2 separate regions of the Rattus norvegicus genome follow, and region 2 is linked to region 1. A link is a contact called in public Hi-C data. All regions are on one chromosome and are shown on one strand. Each heading gives the region's core, a stretch centred on a gene start, on an enhancer-like site or on the middle of the called end of the contact. The rest is flanking DNA. Distances are from core to core; before and after follow the strand shown. Region 1 overlaps Slit3 (slit guidance ligand 3). Region 2 overlaps Slit3 (slit guidance ligand 3).

Evidence for each region. A called contact is a pair of places that touch in the nucleus more often than the background predicts.
Region 2: a contact with region 1 is called in a Hi-C map of mammary epithelial cells, with 2.5 times the contacts expected there. The contact joins two enhancer-like sites. A contact is called at or near these places in 4 of 12 Hi-C or Micro-C datasets (the A7r5 cell line, Schwann cells, frontal cortex and 1 more) and 1 of 1 datasets of contacts at active chromatin or transcription factors (oligodendrocytes).

What each region holds. Positions count from the first base shown.
Region 1 is chr10:20,406,965-20,412,748 of GRCr8, reverse strand. All of the region lies in intron 4 of Slit3 (slit guidance ligand 3), which reads right to left. Among named protein-coding and RNA genes, the nearest start is that of Mir218-2, 160 kb to the left of the region's middle. Within about 2 kb of position 3,343, at least 10 of the 93 cell types and tissues checked have an H3K27ac peak or open chromatin away from gene starts, as enhancers often do.
Region 2 is chr10:20,619,055-20,624,838 of GRCr8, reverse strand. Slit3 (slit guidance ligand 3) reads right to left here. Exons shown (of 36, transcript NM_031321.1): 26 at 5,081-5,205. Among named protein-coding and RNA genes, the nearest start is that of Mir218-2, 49 kb to the right of the region's middle. Within about 2 kb of position 3,493, at least 8 of the 93 cell types and tissues checked have an H3K27ac peak or open chromatin away from gene starts, as enhancers often do.

The sequences.
Region 1 (5,784 bases), core at 2,094-4,593:
ACTGTGGAGGTTATGTGCTTAGCTTCTGAATTCACAGTTGTTCCCCACAGGGAGTTTAGGGTGCCAGGGAGTAAACAAAGGAAATAGGAGGTTGATTATTAATTGACACCTTCCCACTGGCCCGAATATCCGTGTTCCTCTCCCTAGACTCCTGGACAGAGCTTGGGCATTCACTCTTAGACAGTGACAGAGACATTCACCCCACCCCCCAGCAGCAGTGCACACTCTAGTGAAGGCACCAGAAGAGCTCCGTGACATTAGATGAAAACTGTTCCAAGCTCAGGAAGGGGCTGACAATATTTAGTAGGTAAGTAAGGCGCTCAAAACTGCTCACTGATAACATCCTTGCTGCAAATAAAGGGAATTAAAAAAAAAAACTGATCTTAACCAGTCTGATTAATTCAAACTGTCAACAGTCAGAGACGGATACAGACTCCGTGTTTAAAAGGCACGTGTTCGCTGAGTTTGGGTAGGCTTCTGGAACCTTCTCAACCTCCCTACTACTGTGAGCCTTTAACACAGCTCCTCGTGGTGTGGTGACCCCCAACAACAAAATCTGCTTCGCTGCTACTCCACAACAGTAATTTTGCTACTGTTAGGAGTCGCAATGTAAATATCTGATGTGCAGGGTACCCCATATGTGACCCCTGTGGGGGTCGAGGCCCACAGGTCCAGAAATGCTGTCCTAGAAATGCTGGGCAGCTCAGATCCGAGTAGTTACTCAGTTTTGGCTGACTCTCTGGCTAGGTCACCGCGGATTAACCTCTCTGGGTCTCCATTTCATTATGGGCACAATCTTTACAATAACGTCTACTTATATCCCGGAGTACAGCTGCGTGGGTCAAATGAAAAATGTGCGACTGCTCTGCCGAGCTGGGAAACATTATGTAAATGGGAGGTCCCCTCTATATGTGTGCATTCGTATACGGCCTATGAATAATGCATGAGCTTCACGTGTCTCGGATCCATTTTGATCAATAATTTCACCTCCACGTCCACACAGAACATTAAGGACAGGCATTTTGGATTACCGTTTTGACAATAGCTACAAAGGTACTGAGGAACAATCCCGGGGAAAGGAAAACAAACAGGAAACAGCCGAGAGTCGCTTTAAGCCACAAACTCCATCTGAACAAAACTCGGTAAATCCCTAAACAGTAATTCAATAAACAAAGCCATTCACTCTATCCCTCCCCCCCCTTCCCCAAAGTCCTTGGTGGCCCAGCAGCAGCATACTTGAAGGTTCACTTTGTTATGCACAGTCCCCATTCTAGGACTAATCTTTTTATAATGAACTTAATCCAGTTAGAACTCCCTAGAATGGCCACATGACAGAGTAATTGGATAACGGCCTGAGATTTTGTAATTATTCCTACTCCTCAAGCTGGGCTGGTTTGAATCTGCCTGGCCCCTCCCATCACTGACAACCCTTCCCAATGGGAGGAGAGGTGGGTGAGCTATCTTGTAGGGTAGGGGTTTTAGGAGGAGACTGAGAACAGAGGAGGTGGGATCCAAGCTACTCCTGGTAGACAATCTGTCTCTCCTAATAGGCTGCTCCCTGCAATAAAGAAACGCATACTTCTGAACGCGTAGGTGTCCCCGCACCGCGGGGAGGAATGATTAGCCCAGTTGAGAAAATGGCTTTGAACAATCTTGCAGCTGCTTGGGCACCACTTCTCCTCCCTTCCCGGCTCATTTTCCAATTTACCTTTCCCTGACTGAGGCTTGCCACAGCCGCCTCTGTCCTCACTGAGTCCCTGCAGCAAAGCACAACTCTGGAAGAAGCATGAGCAGACCCATCGATGATGGAATTAACGGTGCCAAAAGCTTTCCCAGAAAACACAGGGCTCCAGAGCGCACCGGAAACTCGAGGTGGGGGTGGGGTGGGGTGTGTGGAGCGTCTCCTTCCCTGTGCGCATTGAGAGTCTACAGGAAATCTGGACTCACCACCCACCGAGTTATTTTTGTAAATTTTTTTTTAAATATCAAGTAGGCCTTTCTTTTGAACCCTACACTAAAAGGGCAGTGTCCCCTAACAAACCCCTTTTGACACTGAGAGGGGACTGCTCTCTGCTCCTCTACCCACCCAAGGTGGCTGATAAAATACCTATGAGTGGGGGACCCCTGACTGGAGGATGCTGGAGGGAAGGAGAGACCCTGGGTGCTCTACCCTAGTTTGGGCCATCTGCATCCTAGGTCCATCTGCATCTTGATGCGTAAGTGCTGGGTGGGTAATGGGACAAGGATAAGGCCAGCAACCTGTAGAAGAATAGGACTCTGGGAACAGTAGCTGGTGCCATGCAGTCACACCACACAGATTTCCACCAGGGAGAAGCCTTAGTAATTAATGATGTAAAACCATCACCCAGGGAACAAAATCAAAGGGAGACCAAAGGCGTCTAGATGGGTGACCATCATGGAGGCTGAGGAAACACAGGCACACTGTTCTGGCCTCTCTTAGATACGGCTTGTCTTGTGCTAGCCCCCTGCCTGGAGTCCTAGGCATATGCTTCTCTTATCGTGTGTTCTAAGTTTTTGTCTTGGTTATTCCACACATATCGACACTAAGACAGCACAGAAAAGGATCCCCTAACTTCTTTTAGGCGAAGCTTGGGCGCTTCCTCTTTACACGTAGATCCAAACACATGCGCCTGTGACTTTGTGTGGTGGTAGCCGGCGGCTCGCAGAAACCCAAAACCAGGATCTTTGGATCCACCTGTCCAAGCCCAATCTCTCCTGACTCGATCCAATCTCTGGACTTGTGTTTATTTTCACAAGCAGATTACAGACAAGAGTTCTCTCCCCTGGCTCTCGGCTTGGAAGTCCGTCTGCTCTTGAAGGCCTTACGTGTTACACTTCACATGCACTGTTCTCACTGCATTCTTACAGCAAAAGCAGCGGGGGCGGTAAAACAATCTTTCCGTGTTCCCTTTGCTTGTTTATAGCAAGTGTGGGGTTGGGATCTGGCTCCTTGCTCTGAGCACTGCGAATTCCTCTTGCTGCCTGTTTGGAACCCTTTGTCCCGGAGGGTGCATGAGCCACAGAGGAGGGGGTCAGCCCATCCCAGTTATCTGGGCCCTAGCTTCTTTGTACTAGAGAGCCAGACAGTCTTGGTATTACTGTCATGCTTGAGCCCTGACAGTTCTACTGGTCCAGGATTTTGAGTCCTGACTCCCCCACATGCTTGCAGACTAGGTTTGCCCTGTGTTTTCCTGGGTGCCTTCTCTAGCCCCAAGGGGTGGCTGCTCCTAAGGAGAGTTTTTCATAGTCCCAGAAGTGCTCCCGGGCGGGCACTGCTCACACAGCACAACAGTGACATCCAGGGGAGAGGCTGGGTGATGGCAGGGACTGCAGGTCTAACATGATATCCCACACATCTAGGGGCTGGTTTATAAGTACACGGACCTTGGATCATTCGGGTGCGGGCATCTGGGGATCTGTTAGTCAACAACCCACTGGTGATTGGCTGAGGTCTTCCTACACTGGTCTCGACCCTTCAGCGTGGTTAGTTGAAGACTCAGGGTGAGTATCTCCAGCCAGACCGCTCTGAACCGAAGCAGCCCCCCCTCCCCCCCCCCCCGATCTCATGAAATCTTCGTTCACAGAGCCTTTTATTGGGTGGAGAAAAAAAGAATTCTGGAACTAAAAAATGAGTGTCACTCTTCCCTTAGAGAGAAAGGGTCTTCTAAGCAATTGGCTAAAGCACAGGGGGTGGGGGGAGTTTTCTTCATGCTCTTACCCATGCCACTAATAGTTTAAAACTTACAGGCTCCATGCTCTACCATTGGTTTTGACCTACATTACCAAGAGTAAGGACACAGAACAGAGAAGCAAAGAACAAGGGTAATTATGCCCCGGAGCACACACATGTGAAACATGCAAGTGTTTAAACATCTAAACAGAATCCAGGGACAGCATGGGTGGAGAGGCTGCAAGAGTAGTGTAACAAGAGAGGAAACAGATCCTTGCCTCTCTTGGTGCCCCTTCTGCATGGGGAGCCTTAGAGCAAATACTGCTCATTAAGAGCCATTTTCTACAGTGTTCTCTCAGCAGACTCTGGTCCTGGATACTCCACGGTTCTCTCTGACAGCCTGGGTGTCTGCCTTCCACTCCCACGGGGCCCCTGCTCATTCCTCTCTTTGGCCAGGAGGGGGCAGCCTGGAGATGCTGCAGAAAGCTGGCCCAAAGAGGAGGCAGGAAAGGAGGAGAATCTGACTGGGGCGCTGGTGGTTTTTTTTTTTTTTTCTGCCAGGTGCTAAGAGTCACCTCTGTCGTGACTGAGATTAGCTCCGGGGTTTAGAGTTCCCACCAGAATGGTTTGGGAGTGGATGTCAACCAGGAGGGCTAAGGAATGGAAAAGGAAGTAAGGAGCAATCATTGCTTTTGGGAAAGAGGCCAAGAGGGAAACTGCCCTGAAAACTGTTATCCATCGCTTTGGGAAAGGAGGCAAGTGGCCAAGTGATACCACCCCCACTCTCTTCCTGATCAGATTCCTTTGTCACCTGCACCTCATACTGCTCTGCCCAGGTCCTGATACAGAGTTGGATGCACTATGGATGCTAGTCACTATCTGACAGGAGGGCGTTGGAGCCCTTAAGGTGAGCTATAGGTCTCTGGACGTAAAGGAGACTCAGAAAAGGAAAACGTTCAACTGGGAGTAGGCGGATGTGATCCAGTTGTAGATTGAAGGCAGAGCCAGAGCCCGTGGGCACTGCCGTTAAATACAAGCTGGCAGGGCGTACTGTCCCCCGAGCACCTGAGACACGATCTTGGCACTGGGCACACTCTGTGGGTCCTTCTGAAGTAGGTTTAGGTGTGTGCGGTGGGGTCTTCTTTCTCTGGGTATTTTCAAACAAAAGAAAGTTGGGGGGAGGGTGGTGTAAAAGTTTGGAGAACTGCTTTGCTGCAAGAGACAGCAAGGCTGAGAATTTACTTTTCTTCTCCCTCTCTTAGTAGATTTTCCTCCTGCTGGCTCTAGGGAAAACACCTAACATGAGCCTAATGTATACAACACACCGTGAAAAGACTCTGCTTTGTCCAGAATGGAAAAGGCCAGAGCTCTGTTACTTCAGGGAGCCCTGGGTTATCATTGTTTCTCCTGCTGTAGTCTCGAAGATACCTGCAAATACCACAGAGCTCTGCTCAGATGAGCTCTGGGTCCACTGCAGGGACTGAGGGGAAGGCCCAGTGCTTGGTCTGCCTGGTCACCGGATGAACCAGTTTGGATTTATCTCTCTGGGCTGAGGAGGAAAGAGGCAGACGATAGTAGTCTCCAGTCCTTGGGGGCCCCTGTGCAGACGACGCCCTTCACTCCAAATTGTTGGAGTCAGAATTCTATGGGGCTAGCACTACCTTCTGTGCTTTGAGGAAGCATTTTGGGAAAAGCTTACGGTCAGAACCAGGTACCCTCGGACAACTTGAACCATGGGATTCCCTTCATTTTGAACGTCCCTAGGTTCTGTAATCTCACTTGTAAATCTTCAGCAACCTGCCCGTGTCCCAGTAAGCTAAGGTTCTCTCTCAATCACCATGTCCCCAGAAAGGTCAGGAAGTCATGAGGACCAGAGCATGTCATGATACACAGAAAGGGACAGGGGCTTCAGCAAAGTCTCCATACTGTGCTGCACACAGACGGATCCATGCGTTACCCCAGTCCCGGGAGCCTATCAAAGAGATGGCCTCTCCCATTACAGCTAGTCCACCATCCAGAGAAACATTACACTCACACCCCTTCCACGTGCATGTTAGACACAAAATGGACTACGAAAGGTAAGCACAAATAAA
Region 2 (5,784 bases), core at 2,244-4,743, 210 kb before region 1:
TTCTGAGTGGGCGACCCCAAGGCTCAGACTGTAGACACTAACCCTAACTTCCCAGGGAGCTTCTCGCCCCCATGGCTCCTGTTTCTCTCCTGGGACACAAACCCTATAACTTGGGACATGGGTCCTGTACTCTCTTGGAACATGCAAGCCATAGGACTTTAGTAGCACCAGGCCTGGGGCGGTATCTGCTGTATAGAATTTTGAGCCATGGGTTCAGTGACTTGAGTACATGCCAGGCCAGAGTGATCATGGGAGCCTTCCCACTGCCACCACCACCTGCTCACCATCTGTCTGAGAAGAGCCTGTCCCGACTTCTGTTGCTGCCAGTGTCTACGACTGGGACAGTGTCTATGCATGGGACTGGGGGGTTCCTGGCTGTGTGCTTACTGCCAGTTGAGCCCGAGGCATTAGGCCAAGAGAGCCTCCACTGTGGGCCCAGATGTATCCTCCTACTCTCTTGCCTGCTGGAGCCTCTGGCCCCTCTCCAGGAGCTGGAAGGCAGAGTCCCTGCCTGTCTGGCTCTTTATGTGAGTCCATGCCCTGTGCAGAGGTTTCTGAGAGGGGAGAGTGAGAGGAAATGTGTGCTTTGAGGAGCTATCTGGCTTTCCCCCCAAGCCACAGTGACTCAGGGCCCGCTTTCTGAAAGTCACCGTCTGGAATGGAAAGGGTAATAGGAATTCTCACTCACGGTATTGAGCACGTTTTCCACCCCAGGCTTCAAGCTAAGCGTTTCATATTCATGATCACATATAATGTTCCCAAGAACACTGTGAGATTGGTACAATCATCATCACGCCCCCTTTAAACAGATAGGGAAGGCAGACTTGGAAAAGGAGGAAAGAGGCCTGAGACTTCATAGCAGTTAGGGGAACAGGCGGCCAACAGATGAGCCTAGACAGCTGAGTACAAATTCGGCACCAGGCACCTATGCTGGACCATTTGGTCCGTCCGTTCCTCTAAAAACCTAGGCTCTGGAGGGGAGTGGATTGGCGCTGAGTATAGGCAGGCTGCTACATGCCGTAAGGAAACAACTGGTTCTCGTTGACTTTGTTTTTAAGTTCCGTGAAGTGGGAGTGAGGTGGAGTATGCTTAATCCAGGAATCCAAAGTACAGCAACACAATTGGGTGCTGACAGATCACCAGAAGTGGAAAATTCCACCCCAAGTGGAAAATTCTACCCTCAACTTCAGGTCATGATCAAAATGAGGGTATAGTAAAATTACCTAAAATGACAGGCTATGTGTAATATATGAAACAGGCTAATTTCATTATTAGATTTAGGTTCTATTTTCTGAATATCTTTGTGTGTGTGTGTGTGTGTGTGTGTGTGTGTGTGTGTACATGTGTGTGCATGTGTGTATGTGTACGTGTGTGTACATGTGTGTGTGTGTGTACGTGTGTGTGTGTACAGTATATGCCACAGTGTGAATGTGGAGGTTAGTGGATAGGATAACTTTGTGGAGTTTGTCCTTTTCTTCCTCCTTTACAATGTTTGGCCCTATGTGTTTGAATGCTTGGCTCACAGGAGTGGCACTCTTAGGAGGGTGTGACCTTATTGAAATAGGTGCAACCTTGTTGGAGGAAGTGTGTCACTGTGTGGACTTTGAGGCTTCCGATGCTCAGGTTCTGTCCAGCGAGGAAGATACTCTCTTCCTAGTTGCCTGCAGAGGACAGTTTCCTCCTGGCTACCTTTGGATCGAGATGTAGAAATCTTGGCTCCTCAAGCACCATGCCTGCCTGGGTGCTCCCATGTTTCCCGCCATGATGATAATGGACTGAACCTCTGAAACGGTAAGCCAGCCCTAAATAAATGCTGTCCTTTGTAAAAGTTGCCTTGGTCACAATGTCTCTTAGTAGCAATGGGTTCTAGATATCCAACTCATGTCACTAGGCTTGAGCAGTAAGTGCCCACTGAGCTAACTCAATGGACCGTCTCTTACTGGGACCTGAGTCTTGACCACTTGTCTAGGCTGGTTGGTCAACAAGCTCTCCTCATACGCCTGCTTCCAATGCCCAGTTCTGAGATGATAAGTTAGCATCATGATGCTTGGCTTTTTCATGGGTTCTGAGACCCACACCTCAGGTCCCCCAGCCCCAAGATATTTTAGTATGCATATGTCTAAGATCCAGAGACACCTGAAATCCGAGTGGCTTCTGGTCTCGAGCACTTCATATAAGGATGCTCAATCTCCATCTGCCCTGAGGGGGAATGAACTACCCTTGTAAATCACATTGCCTGCAAGATACCCCCCAGGTGATGCAGCCCTGTAAAGGAAGCGGCAGTGATGACCATGACTGGCCTAAGGCAGGGCTGAGTATGCTAGAAAGTTCAGGGATGCATGCATGGGAGATGGTGGTACTACAGAGATAATTATGAGAACAGAGTAAGAGAACCTCAGAAAGGACACAGTGGGACCACCGCCTCCAACCCTGCCTATAATCTGGCCTGTCTACTCTCATGGTCTTGCAGAGTGCCGCTTCCTTGGCCTGGGCAGACTCTCCACCCCACACCCACGTGGTGTGGTACGTAGGATCTCTTTTAGACCTTTAGGCAGAGCACAGAAATCTAGGAGGCATTTCCACTCCTTGAGAATATAGTAATTGGGACTGGAGATGAAGATCTCTGTCACTTATGTGTCCTTGAAAAGCAGTCGCCATTTCCAATGTGTGCCTAATTAGCCCAATTCAATTATCTTCTGCTGCATTTTGTTCAAATCTACGGGAACTGGGATGTTCCTTGGTCCTCTTCCCTCTGTTCTCTGTCCCACCCCATGTCCCCTCTCTGACAGAATCTAGGCTTTGAGCAGCTCCCTCATTGGAATCTCTGTGTCAGATGAGGCAGGGGAACCACTCAGGAACCTTGTAAAAGTGTGGCCCTTGGACTAGTAGCCCTGAAAGCCCTTGGGAGCTTGTTAAATGTATACCGTCTCAGGCCTGACCCCAGCTCTCACAAATCAGAACCTACATCTTAATAAGATTCCTAGGCACAGGCAGGCATGGGAAGTATTACTCAGAGCCACCGAACATGTGTGCATGAAGCCCAGTGGCAGGGAAAGAATCAGACATATTTTACTTTCCTAAATCCCAGAATAGTGGCAAGATTGTTAGCCACGTGGCATATTTACTGAGCCTGGCACCGAGGTAGATGAAGTGCACGTGATGTGTTTTTAGACTTGTTACAGCTCGGCGAGAGAGCGAGAGAGCGAGAGAGCGAGAGAGCGAGAGAGCGAGAGAGCGAGAGAGAGAGAGAGAGAGAGAGAGAGAGAGAGAGAGTTTCCTCTTACAGGTGGAAGGGTGAGCTGTAGGGAGAGTCCTTCACTAGGGAAGACCAGGATTTCTGTCTTTAGCTTCTGTGCTTTGTGAGTGGTGGACTGTGGGTAAGCACTTGTATTTACAAATCTCAGTTGACCTTTCAAGTGAGGAGAAGGATGAGGATAATGTCTTGGGGATGACTAAGCACGCTGTGTGAGATAATACACTCCCAATTACTTCATTCAGGCCTTGCATAAGACCAACAGCAATGGCTGTGCACCCTTAGAAATCTCCAGTTTCCCAAGGCAGCATAGCAACGTGGATGAAAATCCTTGACACTTGTGAACCGAGTCCCAAAAGAAAGCAGCAGTACCATAGGCTAATCTCTCGCTCCACTTATGAGGGGCAGGGCAGCTTGCAAGAGGGAAGGCAAAGATAGGACTGTGTCAGCTTATCAAGTGCTTCCCATACAGTGGGTCCTTTCCTAGCCATACTGCACACGTGACTGGTTATACATCTATTCCTTCCAACCTGTGGGATGCATCCTGGCATCCGGATGAGAAGCCTGAGGCGAAGTCACTGGTCATTGACCTACACCTCGCACATGGCAAGGCTGCAGTCTACACATGGCTTCTCTGTAATTCCAGAGCCTGGGACTCCTTCCCCTCCACTGAACGCATACGCACAGGGTTCAGTGGATTCGTGCCTGAATTATCTCACTCTCAGTCTCTGTGCTTGGGCTCTAGGCTACATTTAAGGTTTTGGGGACAGATGGTTTTAAAAGGAATCCTTGGGCTTTCTTGCTCCAGGCCGATAGGTGGCACTCTGACACCGTCTGCTAGCAGCCAGACAGTAGCTGAGAAAGCCACCAGGTAGCTGTTCCCTAGAAACTGCACTCTGAAGCTTGTTCCAGGCACAGTCCCGTGAAGATGGATGAGGATGCTGTGTTCCTGTCACTCAGCCTGTGCAGATGGTGCACAAGATGGGCTACGGGATACCCTGGACTCTTGGCTTGTCCAGCGCATCCAGACCCTATGGAAGAGCATTGAGTCGCACCTTTGCTGATCCCAGTGAGGCACTGAAAGAGGGGTCAGCTATTCAGGAACCTCTTCAGGGTAAAGGACATTGGCCTTGGGACTGTATGGGCTTGAGTTTTAATCCCAAATCTATGGAAGCTCGGTTTGCATGCTTATAAAATAGGCCTTGTTCATAGGTTTGCTGGGAGAACGAGTGAACCTGACGCCAAGCAGAGAGCATGACACGTAGTCTACACATATTAGTAGGGGCACAATCTAACTTCTGGACTGTGCTGGGGGAAAAGATTGTCTTGGAAGTAGCCTGGGTTTCTGGTACAATGGATGAGAGAACTGGTAGTCTCCACCTTTTTGTTGAGTTTGCCAACTATGTGGGTGGCCTCAGAAGCCCCAGACCATTGAGTCTTTGAGTCCCTAATCCCTGTATTCTCTGAAAAGGCAGTCAGGATACTGGGTTCAAGGGATGCCTTTTCTCAGAGGGCATTTTTTTTTAATTACCTGGGTTGCAATCTCTGTGTGACTCACAGCAAAACAAAACAACCCACACAGGTAGCATTTCCTTCTCATCTCAGAGTATCCCAGCCAAGATGGCTGTCTGGTGGGCAGCCTTAGACAATTTGGAGGAGACTAGAGATGTGGTTGGCGAATGTCCCTTGGCGGGGGTGGGTCACAGTGAATTGTAGCGTCATCCCGGCTACTCTACAGAGCTTCAGCTAGCTGCATGGGGCCTCTCCCTGCAGCCAGGACAAAAGAAGAATCTGGACATGAGTGGTGGGCAGGGCCTCCTGCCTTACCTTGTAGCTGTAAGGGCAGGTACAGCGGTACTGCTCCACCGGATCCTGGCTGCAAGTGCTGTTGTTCTTGCATGGGCTAGAGAGGCAGGCGTTGCACTTGGCCACGATGTTAATGTCCACTGGCCCTGAGTAACAAAACCAGAGAGTGGGTGGCAGCCCTCTGAGTAGGCTAACTCCCGTCCCTTCCCCTCTGCTCTGGCTCCCTCCCATCTCTGGCTCTCTTGAAGGCGTACATCCACCTGGAGAGAGTCCCATTAATTCAATGACTGTCCAGTGAGTAAGAATCTCAGCGGGACATTATACAGAAGCACTTCTGCAGTCAAATCAATTACTGTAATTAGCCTGATCCGATTTGGGTGCTAATCTGCAAACAATGCACCATAATTAGAACCCTCCTGCGTATCTTCTGTTCCAGGACGTTCTCAGCACAGCCTCTGTTTCGACCTTCTCCTTCTTTGCCCCTGCCAAGCCATTTTCCCATAGAACAGCCAAGGACGGATGCCAAGGCACACATGGAGAGTCCTTTCTTCACGACCTTAGTGGTGATGGTGTCACACAGAAAGATGCTGATGGGAGCTCTTTGCCTTTGTCACCCAGGGAAGTTTTAACTGTGTCTTGTTTTTCGTTTGGTAAGGGCTGGAAGGAGGTCATGGTCCCCATGAATCTTTGCATAAGGGGACTATGCCTACTGCTGTAGATAGCTT